Regions from separate parts of the Sus scrofa genome. Here regions 1 and 3 are each linked to region 2. The links are chromatin contacts, called in public HiChIP or PLAC-seq maps. All regions are on one chromosome and are shown on one strand. Each heading gives the region's core, a stretch centred on a gene start, on an enhancer-like site or on the middle of the called end of the contact. The rest is flanking DNA. Distances are from core to core; before and after follow the strand shown.

Evidence for each region. HiChIP or PLAC-seq counts read pairs in DNA pulled down with a chosen protein or histone mark.
Region 1: an H3K27ac HiChIP or PLAC-seq map of alveolar macrophages shows a contact between it and region 2, with 4 times the contacts expected there. The contact joins the enhancer-like site here to the promoter of AHR in region 2. A contact is called at or near these places in 1 of 5 promoter capture datasets (liver), 8 of 47 Hi-C or Micro-C datasets (embryonic fibroblasts, fetal skeletal muscle, heart right ventricle and 3 more) and 2 of 2 datasets of contacts at active chromatin or transcription factors (alveolar macrophages and skeletal muscle).
Region 3: an H3K27ac HiChIP or PLAC-seq map of alveolar macrophages shows a contact between it and region 2. The contact joins the enhancer-like site here to the promoter of AHR in region 2. A contact is called at or near these places in 3 of 5 promoter capture datasets (fetal liver and liver), 11 of 47 Hi-C or Micro-C datasets (adipocytes, alveolar macrophages, embryonic fibroblasts and 5 more) and 2 of 2 datasets of contacts at active chromatin or transcription factors (alveolar macrophages and skeletal muscle).

Annotation. Positions count from the first base shown.
Region 1 is chr9:86,220,341-86,224,517 of Sscrofa11.1, reverse strand. No RefSeq gene overlaps it. Among named protein-coding and RNA genes, the nearest start is that of AGR2, 170 kb to the right of the region's middle. Within about 2 kb of position 1,752, at least 7 of the 83 cell types and tissues checked have an H3K27ac peak or open chromatin away from gene starts, as enhancers often do. A contact at or near this core is called in alveolar macrophages, where this site is marked.
Region 2 is chr9:86,509,216-86,513,331 of Sscrofa11.1, reverse strand. It overlaps AHR (aryl hydrocarbon receptor), which reads right to left and starts at 1,466. Exons shown (of 11, transcript NM_001303026.1): 1 at 1,291-1,466. The coding sequence starts at 1,355.
Region 3 is chr9:86,837,317-86,840,970 of Sscrofa11.1, reverse strand. All of the region lies in intron 1 of LOC110255481 (a long non-coding RNA gene), which reads left to right. Among named protein-coding and RNA genes, the nearest start is that of SNX13, 250 kb to the left of the region's middle. Within about 2 kb of position 1,465, at least 18 of the 83 cell types and tissues checked have an H3K27ac peak or open chromatin away from gene starts, as enhancers often do. A contact at or near this core is called in alveolar macrophages, embryonic fibroblasts, omental adipose tissue and 1 more, where this site is marked.

The DNA.
Region 1 (4,177 bases), core at 503-3,002, 290 kb after region 2:
CCAATAAAGTCAGTATTAGGATACAGCAGTTTTATTTGAAAAGTATGTAACATAACTTTGAGCCTCACTTGTCTCACCTTACTAATGGCCTCACATAGAAGTCTCCAAATCCATCATCTTTCTTTCCTGACTTCACATTCATTTTCTTTTCATCTACATGTCCCTTACTCTTTCTGATTCTGAGGCAGGAGAAAGACAGGCCCCTGGGCTGAGAATAGCTGGGACTTGTCAGGCTGAGTAAATTGGGCCTTGCTTCTCTTTAAAGAAAATTATGGCAGGAGCTGAGCTCTGCTGGGATTGAAAGATAAGATGACCATTTCCATTAAGTGGGGTCAAGAAGAACTCCCCAATTACACATGTGCAGAACCTCATAGGGCTCAAAAAGGGAGGGGGCACCAGGCCATAAGAAGTCCCAATAACATCCTAGAACACTTTGCTCTGGAATCCATCTTGACAAAAAGATGTGCTTGCATATAGGAGAGGGTCTTCAGTCTGGTCAGGTATGAAGGATAAGGCAAGATAATTGGCTAAAGGGAAAAAAAGGACCCAGAAGAACTGTCCTATATAAGTGATTTAAGTCATCTTTCTGGCACAATCCTCATTCAGGGGAATGCCCACACCTGTGCTCCTTTGGGTGTGTATTACTGCTTTGCTTCTGCCTTAGATAAAGAGATTATTTCTCCATATTTCTGTGCTCTCCCACATGTTGTACTGTGTTTCTAACAATACACCTTTGTCTGTTTTTACAGTTTTTGCTTTAAACAGAGAGCAAGAATGGGGGAAATTCTGCTTTTTAGCCTCTAGCTAGTCTAGTGGCTAGGATTTCTGGTTTTCACTCAGGCTTCCCAGGTTCAATTCCTAAGCAGAAAATTAAGATCTCGCTTCAAGCCATCACTCAGTGCTGCCTCCCTGAAATCAATTCCACCAAAATTTTCCTCAAAACATATACTCTGAAAGAGATCTGAAATATATTCACACCAGCATCAAATAACTGGTGCCAGCTAAACACTCCTACCAGAAATGTTGGAATTTCAAAAGTGACCTTTTGCCAAAGGAATGAAGACTAAAAGTAAAATCTCAGGTATTCTAACCAGGATATTAGCCTCTAGGTGGGATGTTTAAGGGACAATTTCTGCTTGTGAGGAACACTGATAAAATACCTTTATGACATACAAAAATCAGACCACTCCGTTTCACCAGCTACCTGTCCTGTTTGTGCCTGAAGCCAACAGTCCAGTATATGGTGGTTATTCATCACCAATAAAATCTCTTTTTTTGGAGAAATTCTGCATTTTAATTAACTCCAGAAGCAGAGACAACCTTATTTGTCCCTTTAAAAGTGGAGGCCAGCAAAGGCCAGAAAGGCACTTGTGTTACAGTCATCCTCACCCCCACAAAGCCACAGGAGGAAAAGAAAGGCCTCTCCATCAGCCAACTGGTGCAGGGAGAAATCAAAGGAAAACAAACCCCGATTCAGCATCTGCCTGGAAGCCACTGGCATCTCTATCCCAGGGGCGAACAAATGAGTTTTGTACACACCTGTGAAGGAGCCCTTTGAAGCACTGGCATCCTGATTGGCAGCTTTTCTTATCTGCCCATCTCAGAGCCTGGGAAATGGGAAACACACACAGGGGAAGGACCTGGAAAGGTAGGCGGCACTGGACTGGCTCCCAGCCCACTGGGTAAACAGGCTCGCTGCCTTCTCACACACATAGCCTTTCAACAAGGCAAAGGGAGTGCCCATCTTTTCTGGGAATAAAGATGAGGAAATGACCCTCAGCTGTCCCCACACAACAAAACCACCAACCACTATGATATAGCCAGAGTCTCCCATGCAAGGTAGACCAGATGGGATTTCTCTCCCGGACCAGAAGTGTATGTTCCTTTTCAAGACTGTTTACACTGCTGGGCTCACCAGCACTCTGGGGACTGGGACATTTTAATGATATCCATGGTCTTAACTTTCTACAAAGAATACACAGTCACAAGCTTTCCTTCAGGACAAGAGCAGCTGTACTTTTCTGAATGCTCTTCTTAATTGAATTATATTGATGAAGGCTCTATGGCCTTTTGTTTTGAGTCTGGGATTATGAGTTTGAAAGTCTGAGGTCCAGTTTTAGTTTCATACCTAACTTCTTGTGTGGGCCTTCACAAGCAATTATATCCCATCTTATTTTTCTGAACTATTAAAGGGGCTATACTGAAGTTTGTGAGGAAGAGAGAAGACCAGGATATAACCAGTTTGAAATACTTTCACTTGATTCCAAGACAACAGAGTATTTATCAAACATCCACTCTCAAATTTGCAGTGGACAAAGAGAGGGAAAACATAAAAAAAGAAAAATATAGGGCCTCTGCATTCAAGCAAATTAGAAAGTAAATAGTAAGACAAAAGTTAAGTACTTAATATCTACACAAGAATTAGCAAGGCAGTATCCACAGCAACTCAGAATCTGAGCCATGTCTGTGAACTACACCACAGCTCACGCCAAAACCGGATCCTTAACCCGCTGAGCAAGGCCAGGGGTCGAACCCACATCCTCATGGATACTAATCAGATTCATTAACCTCTGAGCCATGACAGGAACTCCCAGTTTAAAAAAAAAAAAATCTTTCAGACATAAGTATGTAATATCTTTATCATGGTTAACATCAAGGTTAACCAAAATATGATCTGATTCTCCTTTGTAATTCAAACTTAGTAGATTAAAAACAAATGCTCCTTAAGAGATAATTTGCTGAATTACCAGGGAGTTTATGGGAGGACTGCCACATGATAAGTGACTTTTTAGGATAGTGAGCTGTGTATCTGGTCCCCAGACCCATCACTTCACCCAGAAGTATTTTTTACCTACTGTTTCTTCCTGTTTCTTTACCATTTGGCAGCCTAAGCTAAAGGCTATAAAAACTAAACCTGAGCATTTACATTTCATCCAGTAACAAAAGTCATTGAAAGTAACTTTATATGAAAGATATTGCAACAATGTATTGTTCTTCCCATTTTCTTGTAACTTTGCTAGAAACCAACCCACAGCCTCACTTTGGCTGTGGCTTGTGAGAAATCCTTCTCTTTTAAAATCGTTAGTAGTTTGCCATGTGTGCAGTGTTCCCATTCTTGTTTTCTCTGTCATTCAGGTTTTCATTTTTACCATATTAAACTTACACACAAGCAAACACGCAGGCGTATTTACTTGACACAAATAAGTTTAATGTATATTAGAAGAGATTCCTGTGGAAGTCAAATATTATTTAAAAGCATAAAATATATTCAGCTTTATGACTGAATGTATTGCCTCAATTTCTATTTTGATTTATACTATCCTAATTTCTTCTAGATCTGCATTATGTGAACCAGGACTTATTTTTAAGACTGAATAAAGGAGTTCCCATCGTGGTGGAGCAGAAGTGAATCCGACTAGGAACAATGAGGTTGGGAGTTCAATCCCTGGTCTTGCTCAGAGGGTTAAGGATCTGGCATTGCTGTGAGCAGACATGGCTTGTATCTGGCATGGCTATGGTGAAGGCCAACGACTACAGCTCCAATTCGACCCCCAGCCTGGGAACCTCCATATGACTCTGGTGTAGCCACCCCCCATCCAAAAAAAAAAAGACTGAACAAATCAAAATATAAGCCTAAAATAAAGTGGCCTGCATTTACATTCACAGATCTGCTAATGATTATGTATCCCAAAGGTGACTCCACCATATGCCCCAGAGATGCAGCTATAAAATAGAGAGCGAGAGAGACCTCATCAAACAGGGTATATAAGTTCCTCCTGAAAATTAGATTTTATTTATGAGAAGTCCAATTCAAAACTAGAATTATTCATCAAAGTGATCAATCTGTGGCTAATTAATTTGAGACACCTGTATACCATTAAGGAAACTTGCCAATTCCCATTTGACATCCATCTGGACAATGACCTCCCCTATCGCTGAATATGGTAAACCAGCTCCTCAGCATAAAAGATAAGTATTTGGAATCATGAGCAATTTTTAATGGCGAGAATAATAAAGAAGTTTTTCTAACTTAAGATCGATGGGGCTGTCTCCAGCCAAGATGAAGTAACAGGAAATAGATTTATCTCCCCCATAAAGCAACTGAAAAAAAAATCAACAAAATATATGAAACAGTGATTTCCAGACATTGGTCATCAGAGAGCACTCTTGTGATTGC
Region 2 (4,116 bases), core at 217-2,716:
TCAGCAGTAATCCTAATGTCAGCCACATGTAGAATAAGACTTCCAAATTTTAATCAGTCTATTTATAGATAAATATCCTTTGTTAATGCCAAGTCTATATCTGAAGGACTATAATCACTGAGATTCTAAAAGGAAATTAAAACTCCAGAATAATGAAACTTTTAAATTGGTCTTGAATACTAAACATAATCTATTATTTTTCTGGTTTGGACTAGTGACCTAAATTAAGTTTTAAGCCAAATGCACACTTCTGATTTGTTTTGAGTAAACGTTTAATGAGTGTGTTCTTAAAATTGTCTCTGAAATTTTGAAAAATGTGAAGTAAAATAACTCAGGGATAATAATGAGAAATAAACACATGAATACTGCCAACTCACAAAAGTAAATCTGTCTCGAGCACAGATTTTTCTTTTTCCTGACAACAATTACTTTAAAGAATTTGCCATCTCACACAAATATACCACCAAAACAAACAAAAAGTCCAAGTTTGTAATCTATCAGAATTGACAAAACTTGGAAGTGGAGGGGAAAGGGAATTACAGAAAGATGCTAAGAATGAAAACGTCTGTTTCAACGATTCCAGCTTCAAATCTTTTACTTTACAGACCCTAAAACCACCTCCAAAGTTATAAGAAAGCTCCCCCAAAAGGTGGCTGAAAATACAAATCCGCTCCTGTATCCTGTCTACTACTCTCTCAAACCTGCTACCATCTCTACACATTTTACCGATATGTTCACGCTGAGCAATACAAATTTACTGCCAAATAAGTAAATAAGAGTGCAACAGAAAGCCCGCTGCACTGGACCAAAAAATACCTTCAGAGGCACTCGGCCCCCTTCTTGCAGAAAGCACGTGTTTAGCTCTTTAAAGCATCTCGCCCTACCAGGAGTGAGAATGGTGACCGTCCTCTAACCTAAGCGAGGAGGATATTAAATGTGAAAGGGGATTTCAAGACAAGCTTAGGTTAACTAATCCACCAACCCCACAAGGCAGACCAGAGCTGTCAACATAATAGAACCACAGCACAGTGAACAGTGCAGCAAACGAGTGGGGTGTGAGAGGGTGGGTGTGCGCTGGAGAGCGGTACAATTTTTTGAATGCAATAATTAAACACGGAAAAATCCAAAGCCCGGGTCTTTCGACCCGCCTCCAAATCTCGATTCCACCGACTGCGCCTAGAAGGGACCTAATCCCCTGACCGCGGGGATTTGGGGGCGGGGTGGGGCCGCCTCCCACACCCGCGCACCAGAGCGCCCACCCCGCCTCGAGATTGCACTCCGGACACTCACGTTTTCTGCACGGGCTTCCGCCGCTTGCGACTGGCGTAGGTGATGTTGGCGCTGCTGCTGTTCATGGTGCCTGGCTGGCGGCGGCTCCTCCCCGAGCGCAGACAGCCCGGTCTTCGAGACCCGGCGGCGACCCGGACGGCGGCAGCGGCCGGGGCCCGGTTGCACACAGCCGCGCCCGCTCCACCTGCGCGCTCCCTGGGCGGTGGCAAAGACGCCGCACCCGGCCTGAGCCTTGGGTCTCGCAGCTCCGCGCGTCCAGGTGCGCCGCCGGGGCCTGGCGCCGGGGGGCGAGGGGCGGAGACCGGTGACCCAGGCGGCGCAGGTGCCGTCTATACCAGCGGAGGGGGCGCGGCGCTGCCCGCAGGTGAGGCGGCCTGAATGGAGGAGGAGCCTCTGCTGCCTGTTTGGAATCCCGGCCTGGGTCGCGCGCTGTGGCGCCGCGCCCCGTGACCGTCGCTGCGGCCCCTTGGGTCAGGGAGGCGCCGCCGCGCTGCTCCCGGGGCTTCCCCGATCCTGGGTGCTTCCCGCCTGGGAGCTTGGGCTCCGGCCTCCGCTCCCGGTACCACCAGCTTCCGCTTGGCTACGCGGCTGCCTCTTGTCCGAGCCGGTGGTCGCGGACACGCTCTCGGCACCTAGCGTCGAGTGGCCTCGCCTTGCGCTGCCTCCCGCCGCTGCTCGCACCGGCTGAATAGCAGAAGAGCCCCCGACCCCTCTCCAGCCCCGCCCAGCTCCTCATAGCCCCGCCCCGTCCTACTTGGCCCCGCCCTCATTACATTCTCTTAGTAACCACCTTCCCGACACGTGATGACGTAAGACGTAATGACACCCCCCAGTAGCCATCTTATTGAGGTCAAGGTAAGGGCTATGTGGACACACTTCCAACCCAGAAAGATACTCAGAAAGATACTTGACAACAAATTACTTGTAGCCAAACTGTTTGTAACTAGACAATCTCAAGGACAGATGTGCTAAATAGTGAACTTAACCTTACCTATAAAAGAGACAGTAACTCAATTTTTGGCTAAGAATTACTGTCAGCTGGCAGATAACCAGTGGAACTATAAATATTCCTAGAGAAAGCTTCAGGAGGCCACATCTGAGTTCAACCTGAAGGCAAGGCGTTTTCTTGTCTTCTTGTTTTGGTTTGTTTTTTGTCTCCACAATAAACAGTATAATATCTTTTGCCCAGCCAGAATAACTTTGTTACTCTATACTGAGATTTCAATAAGGTGGAAAGGAAGAAGAGCTGCAGGAGACATTTAAGGATAAGTAGTCTGGTATGGTTGGAGAGAAAACTGGAAATGAGATTCAAGAATTCTAGGATCAAATCATAAAGTCTTGGTCAAGAGTCCAGGTTTTATTCTGTAGTCAATGGAAGCCTTTTAAAGATGCATAGCAGAAAAGCAACATTCCGGTGTCTCACAAAAGTCACTCTGGAAGGAAAGTGCAAACTGGATTACAGGAGAGAAAGATTGGATGCAGGGAGAGTAGTAAGGGAGTTGAAATAGTCCAGGTAAAATCCAGGGAAGTGACAATGGGATGGAGAAAAGGAAGAAAAGATGGACAATAAGGAAATACATGGAGAGAGAGAGCGATCATAAATGACCCCAAGATTTCTGACTCCTTCTGCGCTGTTAACCAGAGTAGGGAGCACAGTGAGAGGAGTACATTTGCTTGTCAGGAGCAGAAAGGCATCCAGACTGGGACATCCAGATGACATCTCACACCATATCCATTCCTACATTTTCAAACGTCATCAAGCCATTTCCACCTGGTGAGTTTTACCTCAGATTCACAATGTTGATAAATTGAACTCATTGTTTTCTTTAGCTGAAAATTTTCTCTAATCCACCTATGAAACATCTTCAACTCTCTTTCCACTTATATCTAAATATTCCAGCAAATACTATTAAATTTTGTGCTTTGCAAAATTCCTAATTCATCTCCCTCCACCTTATTCTTTAATAATAACAGAGAGAGCCCAGCTCAAATGCCATATCATTTGTGATTCCTAACCCAAATTTTGTGGGTATTATCCCCTCCACACTTTATTCATTCAAGAGATATTTTGAGAGTAATGGATATGTGCTAAGAATCTACTAGGAGACCACACTGAATCCTGTACCTCTCCATTGCAATATTCCCTGAGAGTATATTACTTTTCTGTTTTTGTTTAGCATTGTCTCCTGAGTACTAGCAAAGTTACTCTGTAAGAGTAAGTTCATTCATTCATTTCATTCAGCAAGGTTTTAGCTCCTATAAAACACCAGACTATGGGATGCAGTGGTGATGCCAGACATATTCATAGCCCCTTAGATCTTACATTCTAATGAGAGAGAGAAGAATTTATCAAGAAGTTATGCAAATAAATGTATAATTGCTGCTGTGAAAAGTACTATGAAATGATTATTTTGAGAATATGTACTAGGTGAATTTGACTTGGCCAGGGGAGCTTGCCATGAGGAAGCTTGAGCTGAATTCTGAGTCACATTTTGTATGTGACATGGGTAGAAAAGTACACCTCATATGGACAGATATTTATTACAATTTTTACCTTCCTTTCAATCTTGCAGCTTCTTACCCCAGCCGTTCAGAATGATCTGTTTCACTCATACTCTGCTTCCACATCTTGGATCACACATTATAGCTATACCAAATATTTTAGAGCATAGACCACCTTCCACACGCTGTGTCCTGAAGTAGCCCAAGGTTACCACAATAGACTCCAACGGGCATTCTCATGGGATGTTTAACAGTTTCAAGGCCAACATAGTGACTTCAGTTGGACACCATGCAAATCACTAGCTTTAAGTATTCAGAACTTCA
Region 3 (3,654 bases), core at 216-2,715, 330 kb before region 2:
CTGATATATTTGACCGTGTGGAGGATTATTTTGAGAGGCTGTTTGAAAGTGAGGGTATAGCTACAGTGACATAGAAATGAAGCTAAATAAATAATAAAAATTGGAGAAATGTTACTTTCTAGAAAAATAAAAGTGGTACATTAAGGAAGGACTCACCTTCTTTAATGTATTCACCACTTGGTTTAGCAGCAGTTTATACACTCACAGTAATTTAAAGAAAAATAACAGAGGTGGAAGGAGGTAAGGATAGTAGTTATCTTTCAAAATAAGAACTGAATATATTATACTTAAAATTGATAAATCTAATACCATCATAAGCACAGTTTTTAGAAACACAGAGATAAATACTTGAAAAACAAAAAGCAATAAAAGCACTTGGTTTGGATATTGAGATGAGTTAGAAGTGTAAGGCAAGGGGCAGCAGTTTTTTAATATGCTTTTTTAGACTCTTATAATAGGTCTTTAAAAAAAAAAAACATGTTTCACACAATATCCTATGTTTCTGGGTCAAGTTTTACAGAAAAATCCAGATTTGAAAGTATTGGAATCCAACTCAAGCCTGTGCTGGTCCTGAGAACTGAGGTTACTTTGCAAATGGACTTGTGTCCTTGCCTGCCCTTCCCCTGCCCCCACCCCACCCCTCCCTCTGCATTGGGATTTCTAGTTCTCCCTTTGGTGAATCTCTGTGTTACTGTTTGTTGAGAATGTTTATTCAAAGTTCAACAATTCCATTCAGTTTTTCTCCAATTTCTGTTTCTTATTTTATTTTTATTTTTTATTTTTTGCTTTTTAGGGCCACAGTTGTGGCATATGGAAGTTTCCAGGCTAGGGATTGAAGGGAGATACAGCTGCCAGCATACACCACAGCCACAGCAACATGGCATCCAGGCTGTGTCTGTGACCCACACCACAGCTCATGGCAATGCCAGATCCTTAACCCACTGAGCAAGGCCAGGGATCGAACCTGTATCCTCATGGATTCTAGTCAGGTTCATTAACCACTAAGCCACGAAGGGAACTCCTTTTTTTTCTTTTAATTCAAGTATAATTTTTAAAGAAAATATTTAAAAAATTACACATCGAGTGTGATCCTAATAATACAACATTTTCTTTTTCTCTCTGCCTGTCTCTAAAGCTACCAGAAGTGTCTGGATTGTGTTCAGTAAAGATAGTATAGGCTAATCTGGGAAGCAGGATATGGTTGATTTATTGCCTTCTTTCTATGTGACTTTTTATATTGCTTGACCTCATTTAAACAGAAAACTATTATTTTTGTAAAAAAACAATATGAAAACTTGAAAATAATTTCATCCAATTACCAACTCATTTTGAAACTCTTTGATAACTGAAATGGCATTTTTTTTCCCCCTCTTTACCACTCTGAGTAACTAGTTGCGAGGACTAGGTCCTTATCAAGGTAAACCTTGTGCTTCTCTCCAGGTGTATTTGTATGTACGTAAGCTTTCTGAAGTCAGATACTGTGTGTGTGTGTGTGTGTGTGTGTGTGTGTGTGTGTGTGTGTGTGTGTGTGTGTGTGTGTGTGCTGTGTTCAAAGCTATATCCCTAGTGCCCAGAGCAGTGCCAGGTGCATGGTAGGCCTTAAAAAAATTCTATGAAAGACTAATTGACAAAGAACTTGGGGCACATTTTATAAGATCTAGTATGTTAGCAAAAAGTGTTTATAAGAAGTACAAATTAGGAGTTTGGGATTAACATATATACACTACTATGTGTAAAATAGATAACTGACAAGGATCTACTGTGTAGCACAGGGAATTCTACTCAATATTCTATAATAACCTTTACAGGAAAAGACTCTGAAAAAGAATGGATATATGTATAACTGATTCACTTTGCTGTACACCTGAAATTAACGCAACATTGTGAGTCAACTCTACTCCAATTTTTAAAAAGTACACACGTTACCAGGTATTCATCATGCCCTTTTGAATATTCTCATAATGCCTATTTTTTTTTTTCCTCTAAGATCAGTTTCATAACGCAGCTATCAGTCCCAGAGAACTGGAAGTTTTGGTTGCATAACTGTCCTTAGTTGTTCCTCAATTCAGCATCACTGCTGACCAGTGTAAGATGGGTGTGACGTGCACTGCCTTTTCAAAAGAGCCGTGTTGGGAAGCACTGACTCATAGTGTAGTGAGAAATGGAAATGACGACCCAGATAAAGAATGTCTAAGCCATTGACGAACCTAACAGAGCTGTGGAGGGTGGCATGGGTGTCCTCACATGCCCACTGCCCCGATTGAGCTGCTTGAGCTGAGACATAGAGTCATGCCTAGGGCCTGGCTCTGACTTTGCAGGGTCCCTGCTGCCTGCTCCCTCCTTCCTCTTATTCCTGAGGCTCTCGGGACTCAGTCAGCTTCCCTTTTCTGTGTAAACCTACTCCTGGCTGTGGGTTAAGAAGAACCCTGCTTCCTCCCCCACCCACAGTGTTCTCCTTGTCTCTTTGCTCCTGTAGCATTTTGGATACAAGAAACGGTGCTAGTTCACAGCTTGCATTCCAGGTTTGAAACACTTGGGTTTGAACCCTTTGCCCTCTTATGGGCTTTGATAAGGCACTCAGCACCTCTAGAGCCTGTCTTTGCTCATCTGTAATAGTACCTGCCTACAGTATTATTGTGAGGGACTAAATAAAAATATTGAGGTAAAGCACTTAGCACAGTAGTCACTTTTTTCTAAGCAACTTGAGCATAAAGGTTGCTCAATAAATCTTTGATTAATGAGTAATTGCATATAAGTAGGTGTACATATTATAATATCATCTATAGCTATGTATAATATAGAATGAGGTAAAAATGGTGTTTTGAAACTCTAATTTGCTTATGACTGTGGATAACATTATTAGAATAATTATGTATAGCATTATTAAAACTCTGGGTTAATTACATTGGAGATTTTTCCTCACTATAATTGGAATTACCAAGTTTAATTATTCTTGGCTTCAAGAAACTTAAGTCTTCAGGACAGTAACAAATCACCAAGAAAGGAGACTGGGCGCTAGAAATGTAATTCTCTGGGCCAGTTTTGGATTAAGCTGAAGGGAGAGGATGGAGAAGATTTGAGACCGCTTGATCCCTTGGCGGCGGGAAGGTGCTGTGGGTCACTCCTTGCTGAAACCTCTCTTTCATGATGCCCAACTTCTCCCAGGGACAGATTTTTCACAGTAGGCAACCTGCTGGGTGAATACACTCACACACACTGAAAGTCAAGAAGGTAGGGTGGAAGAACCAACTTCTGGGGGAGGAAAAGTTGGCTACTGAAATTATGGGTTTTAACTGATGCTGTATTCAAGTGGATGTGTCCAGAAGACTTAGGAGATAAAAATGTTATGAAGGAGGAGATGTGGCTGACAACACTGAATGCTATGAGATATCACGGAGCCTGAGGACTGAGATAAGCTATCTGAAGTCTTTTAAAGCTGTTTAATTTCTTTTTGGATATCTGTTCATCTTGAGGGTGCTTGTCACACTGTTTTGTTGGCAAAGAGAATCACAAAGTCTAGTTAAGATAAAGCTGGTTTTGATTCTACAGATAAAACTGAGGATATTTTATTAGAGAGATCTGTGATACAGGTCAACCTCATTTTATGGTGCTTCGATTTATTGTGCATTACAGATATTGTAATATTTACAAATT